Regions from separate parts of the Mus musculus genome. Here region 1 is linked to region 2. Evidence: chromatin contacts called from public HiChIP or PLAC-seq data. All regions are on one chromosome and are shown on one strand. The core of a region is the stretch at or near the end of the contact, and the rest is flanking DNA. Distances in the headings are between cores, read along the strand shown. Region 1 overlaps Pepd (peptidase D). Region 2 holds the start of Pepd (peptidase D).

Region 1 (2,944 bases), core at 425-2,924, 55 kb after region 2:
TTCCACAGGCACCTGCAAACACATGATGCACGTACATATGCTCAGGCACATATATACACACACATAAATAAATCTGTATAGCATGTTAATGAGAAAGTTTTTTTTTTTTAAGTTAGAAAACAATTATAAACAGGAGTTTCCCCAGTTGTCCTTGACACATCCAGTGTGGTTCCCATGTTTTCCCTGGATGTAGAGACATTTACTTACAAATGATAGTTGTCAGCTTTCTGCCGCCATGACAAAATCCCTGAGACATCCAGAGTAGAGGAGGGATGGTCCCTCTACGAGGACAGTTCAGGTCCAGATGACAGCCCTGCCCTCTGAGAAGGGTAACTGCTGTGCTGTAAAGCGATCTAGCTTCTGGATTGTGTTGGAGCATTTCGTGTGCCCCTTCACATCCATGTCTCCTGTTGACTAGAACTCAGACCCACCAGCACTGTGTAGGACATGTGCCATTATTAGGATGCAAATAGTTCTGATTTGACCTACCCTGCCCATGACGCTAAATCCATCATGAGACTCCAGCTCCCCCTTACACAGGAAGGAAATGTGTGCCGTTGGGTACTTGGGAAGTCACTGCAGTTTCTGTGCCTCTGTTTAATCCAGAGTTTCATTTGCCTTTTTCTTCTCTTATGGATAGGACTTCACGCCTCATTTACCACATCATTGAGCATTCTTAAGTGTCTTGCGTGTCTGTGTGGAAATGAACCCATCCAATTCTCGTGGATGTTCTCAAAGCCACATACTTTGAACACTGATTTTTTTTTTTTTACAGTTTATTTCCTTGACTTGCTGACCGCCTTACCTTCTGCTGCTTTTAATTATACTTTCAGACCAATGCCACGCTCTAAAAATATCCCAGGGGCTGGAGAGATGGCTCAGTGGTCAAGGATGCATACTATTGCAGAGGAGCTGAGTTTCCAGCACCCACATGGTGGTTCACAACCACCTGTGACTCCAGCCAGGTGGATCTAACATCCGCTTCTGGTCTCCATCTGCAGTGACACCTACATGCACAAACCCACACACAGATGTTCTCATAATTTAATATAATAAAAATTAATCTTAAAGGCACCTCATATCCATTCATTATCTTTTCTGCTGGCCTATGCCTGGAACTATTTCTCTCATTCCTGAGCTTTTGAATGGTTAACCATGACCCTCTGCTGTTGGATTTGATCATTAATTTGGGTGTAGAGTTCTGGTTTTGTGTGAAGTGTAAGGAGAACGGAGTTCTTGAAGCACAATGGGTCATGCAGTGTTCGATACTGTTTTGGCTAAGTCTCAGTTTGCCTGACTACAAAATGGGAATGAAGTGCCTTTTCAGGCTCTGTTCCTAGGGAAACTATCTCTGAGATAAATGATCAGGAAGTGTACTGAAAAAGGCCTGTGGTGAAGAAGCAGGCCTGACTGGGCTGCAGACACATCCATACCTCAGCTGGTCCCACCAGCAACATCCCAAGTGATGCGAGGATCAGCGAGACTCCTGGAGAGGACTGGTTGGCTCCCACTTCTTTCATCTCTTGAGAAATGAGTGCCTTGGTGCCTGAGTGGGTGAGTTAGGGCAAAGCAGCCAATAGCTGTTGCCATTCCTGGAACCTACAGCAGAGAGACCGTGGCAAATGGTAATTGAAGAAGAAAGGAGGCTATGTTTATTTTCTGAGGTGTGTTCAGCTTTATGAGTGGGACTGGTGGAATGCAAACATTCCAGTGTTTGACAATGCAGTCATCCCCCATTTCCATGGGTTTAGTCAGCCACAATAGGGAAGACATTCCAGAACTTTCTAAAAATCAATGCTTGAATCCACCAAGCACTGAGCACCATGCTAAATCTACCTGAAGGAAGTGGACAGGAACTCTGTTGTCTAGCCTCTGCTATCCCTCGGGCCCTCAGTCCTGCCTCAGTGCTGGTTTCTGTATATCATCCACTCCACATATAGTCTGTGTGCTCTATAGCGGGTCCTGTGGTGGCTGTGCCAGTCACTTTGCATCTGTACCTCTCAAAGCCACTGAGGCGGTCAGGAGGAGGGTTTGTTCTGGTTCACAATTACATCCATAGGTGTTTGGCCCTATGATACTCCTGGTCAGAGTATCGTAGCTGCAGGAACATGTGTCAGAAGAGAGCTGTTCACTCCCTGGCTAATCAGGAAGCAGAGAGAGCTGACAGGAAGTGGAGGCATATTTTAAGGTTCCATCCCAGTGACTTCCATTTAGTCCCTACTTAAAATTCCAGAATCTCCCCAAACCGTACCCCCATCTGGGGAGCAAGTAATCAAAACATGAGCCCCCAAGGACTTCCGCAGAATTAAACCACAATGTAGTATACATGCAGAGCCCCATTTTCTTGTCATTTCTTCTTGAACAACACAGTAATCCTCACACCGCATTCCCTTTGTGTTGGGTATGGTAAGTCATCTAGAAAGGATTCTAAGTACAGGAGTGTGTGTGCAGTTTGTGGATTTGGGTGTAGTGGGGGATGGGGGGGGTCCCAGAAGCAATCAATCACTTGTGCTACTGAGGGTTGGGAGTTCTATTTCGATGCAGATTAAGGCTGCTCATCTAAGGCTTCAAGGCAAGCAGTGTAGGTCAGCTAACAGCTCCAAGCTTTACTCTCTCCTCATGGGCCAGACACAGCTCTCCCAGGTGCCTGGCACTGCTCCCTTTAAAGTGCCAGGACTTTGCTGGGCACACACATTGTAGAGAGTCAAGGCCAAAGGCCTGAGTCAAGTGGTACACTTGGGCTGTTCCAAGGGCTAGAACTCGGGAGGATACAAGAAGTACTGTCCTTAGGGTTTCTATTGCTGTGAAGTGACACCATAAGCAGGACAGCCCTTATAAAGGACTACATTTAATTGGGCTGGCTTACATTGTCAGAGGTTAAGTCCGTTGTGGCAGGGAGCATGGCAGTGTGCTGCAGTCTCTTAATCTGAAGGCAGCAGGCAGA
Region 2 (2,882 bases), core at 37-2,536:
TAAGCATTAAGCTGGCAGTTGGTTTAATTTTGACATATTTTATGTCAAAAGAAGTGGGGCTGTGATTAGCTGGGGGCAGGCTTTCCTACTACAAACCTGCTCCTCCTCTGCTATTTTTAAAAAGGCGTCCCTTATTAGGGAGTCGAGACTCTTTAGCTGAAGATGGAGCTAATGCACTCTGTGTGTGTGTGTGTGTCCAAGTTCTCAAGAGTCTGTGTGAGGTCAGGCATGTTGCTTACCCTTCTGGACCTTAGTCTCCTCCTCTGTAAGATGGTGCTAAGACAGCACCTGCCTTCCTCATGGGGCTTTTGTGAGACCACTGTGAGCAGTGGTGCTAACATCTGCAAAGCACTTGAACCAGTGTCTTTAAGTGCTGAGAGTAAGGAGGGCAGTGCCTGCCTTCTGATGCTCATTTCTCTGTAGGACTCTCCTCTATCACCAGGGCTCAGCTCTGCTATTCCCCACCTCATCCTCCCCTCCCCTGCTCTGCCCCTGCCCCTGCTTCTCTTTCTTCAGCTCCTCCATCTTGCACTTGAGGAGGTTTGGACTAGAGCCTATTAGATTTAACTCTCCAACTTATATACAAGACCCTGAAGGCCTTGCTTATCTCTCAGCCAGAGACTTTCTCCCCAGACTCCCTTTCCTGAATGCTGGAGGCTTCTATTACTCCAGTTGTCCCAGCTCTCCATCATCTTTGGCCCTCCTCCCCATGGTTTCTTTTTTCTTTTTTCTTTACCATATGAATAAATATTTATTTATTTATTTTTTAAAATTAAAAAATTTTTATTAGATATTTTCTTCATTTACATTTCAAATGCTATCCCAAGAGTCCTCTATGCGCCCCCCCCCCCCGCTCCCCTACCAACCCACTCCCACTTCTTGGCCCTGGCGTTCTCCTGTACTGGGGCATATAAAGTTTGCAAGACCAAGGGGCCTCTATTCCCAATGATACAGAAGTGGATCCCCATGGTTTCTTTATTCTTGTATGTTCTTCTCGCGGGTGGGCGGCAACATACACACAAGGTCAGGGGCTAACCTAGAATCAATTGATCTCCTGTCTCAGGACACTTCTTCCCAAGAGGGAAAGCCTTCTGGGTTGCTGCTCAAGTTCCTTCTAGTTTCTTGTGGGAATCTGAGATGCTTAATCAGCTGCAGGACTCCTCCACTTAAGGGTGTGAAGTCCGGAGCTGGAGTGGGAGGGACTGAAGCCACCACGCCCATTAAAAATCCCGCCCTGGCCCCGCCCCGTCCTCCTCAGAGGAACCCTAGCTGGTTCAGCTGACGCTGCACTCCACGTGACGCTAGCGCCGAGTGAACATGGCGTCCACTGTGCGGTGAGTGCTGAGCTTGTCCCTTGCCCTGCCTGCGGCCCGCGTAGAGGTGGCCTGCCTCGGTATTCCTAGCTGAACAGTGGGTGACAGCCTCCGAGCTCTGACTGGAGTTGCTCTGTGGCCGCGGGCTGCGGGCTGCGCGCTTCTTCTCTGGGGCACCGGAACCGAGAGCCGGGCTGGGCGAGTGGTACCTGCAGAGCCCCTGCATGCTTGCGGCTGCCCACTGGCCCTCGTGGGGCGGGGGAGGGTGGCTTCCCTGGAGTCCCGAGTGTGGCAGCCTCACCGTAAGTGGCCGAAGTGGGAGCTTCACAAATCTGTTCACTGCCACGCCCCTCCGATGAGGTGGCCAGCCTGGTCTGGGCGCCAGGTTCCCAGGCGCTTCCTCAAAAGTGAGGGAAAGTGTGAGTAGTATTTGGAGTGGCCGTGGAATATCCGTTAATCAGGCCAGCACTTTCCTGATTCTTTCCTGGCCCAAACGTCAGCTCCTCTGAGACACCTTCCCTTAATTATCTGATCAATTCTATACTGCCTGACTTTCTGTATGTCAGTTGTCTCCTCACTAGCTCCGATGCAGGCTCCATGCAGGCCTCAGTAGCCCAGTGTATTGCTCCGCTTAGACTTGCCATAATTCTGTATGATTAAAGGGTCAGTGGTTCGGCTGGGAGGAAGTTTGGACAGATGGGCTCTATTCAGTGTCACGGAAGGACAGCTGATCAAAGGTTAAGAGATAAAGACTGAGAGAGTAGGGTACATCCCTGAACTAGTAGGTTTGGTGCTAGTGACTTCTCCAGACTTTGTCCTGGGGGAGCAAGAAGGATTGTCATCTGGAATCTGCTTTTTAAGAATTTTAGACAGGGTCTCACTATGTAGCGCATGCTGGCCTTGGGACTCAGATTCTTCCTGCTTTGCCCTTCAGAGTGCTGACAATCCAGGCACGATGGCACTACACCCTGCTTGAGATCTGTTATGTTTTGCTTTGCTTTGTTTGAAGACAGGGTTCCTCTGTGTAGCCCTGGCTGTCCTGGAAGTCACTCTGTAGATCAGGCTGGCCTCGAATTTGGAGATCCACCTGCCTCTGCCTCCCAAGTGCTGGGATTAAAGGGGTGTGTCACTACTACTTGGCTTTTTTTTTTTTTTTTAGGTATTTTCCTCATTTACCACTTGGCTTCTTAAAGAGTTCCCCCCCCCCAACCCCCACCCCCGATAGCATGAGCTGTGGTTTCAGCGGAAGAGGGTGTGGACCTGGTGGTAGGGGATGTTAGGAAGGGTAGGGGTAGAAGAGTGCAGTTCTCCACAGACTGAGTTCAGAACTGAGGCGAGTATGGTAAAAACTAGTGGAGCAAATGCATCTCTCCATATACAACGAGGGCAGTGGAAACAGTGCCATCTTAGTTAGCTTCCAAGGTTGGAAGAGCTTGGGACATAGCAATCATGTAGTGACTACCAGCGGTTTTCTAGGAACAACACTGGGCCATGAAAGCTAATGGACAGGTGGGATCTGTCATCGAACTCTGTGCCATCTAACTCTGTCATCTAACTCTGATCTTGGTC

Evidence for each region. HiChIP or PLAC-seq counts read pairs in DNA pulled down with a chosen protein or histone mark.
Region 1: a contact with region 2 is called in an HNF4G HiChIP or PLAC-seq map of pancreatic cancer cells. The contact joins the enhancer-like site here to the promoter of Pepd in region 2. A contact is called at or near these places in 1 of 39 promoter capture datasets (macrophages), 1 of 15 datasets of contacts at CTCF or cohesin (the NIH/3T3 cell line), 2 of 484 Hi-C or Micro-C datasets (both in cerebral cortex), 4 of 115 datasets of contacts at active chromatin or transcription factors (embryonic stem cells and pancreatic cancer cells) and 2 of 9 other capture datasets (adipose tissue and pancreatic islet).

Annotation. Positions count from the first base shown.
Region 1 is chr7:34,966,002-34,968,945 of GRCm38.p6, forward strand. The region is part of intron 7 of Pepd (peptidase D); the gene reads left to right. Among named protein-coding and RNA genes, the nearest start is that of Gm35534, 23 kb to the right of the region's middle. Within about 2 kb of position 1,675, at least 31 of the 459 cell types and tissues checked have an H3K27ac peak or open chromatin away from gene starts, as enhancers often do. A contact at or near this core is called in pancreatic cancer cells, where this site is marked.
Region 2 is chr7:34,911,121-34,914,002 of GRCm38.p6, forward strand. Pepd (peptidase D) reads left to right here and starts at 1,287. Exons shown (of 15, transcript NM_008820.2): 1 at 1,287-1,334. The coding sequence starts at 1,318.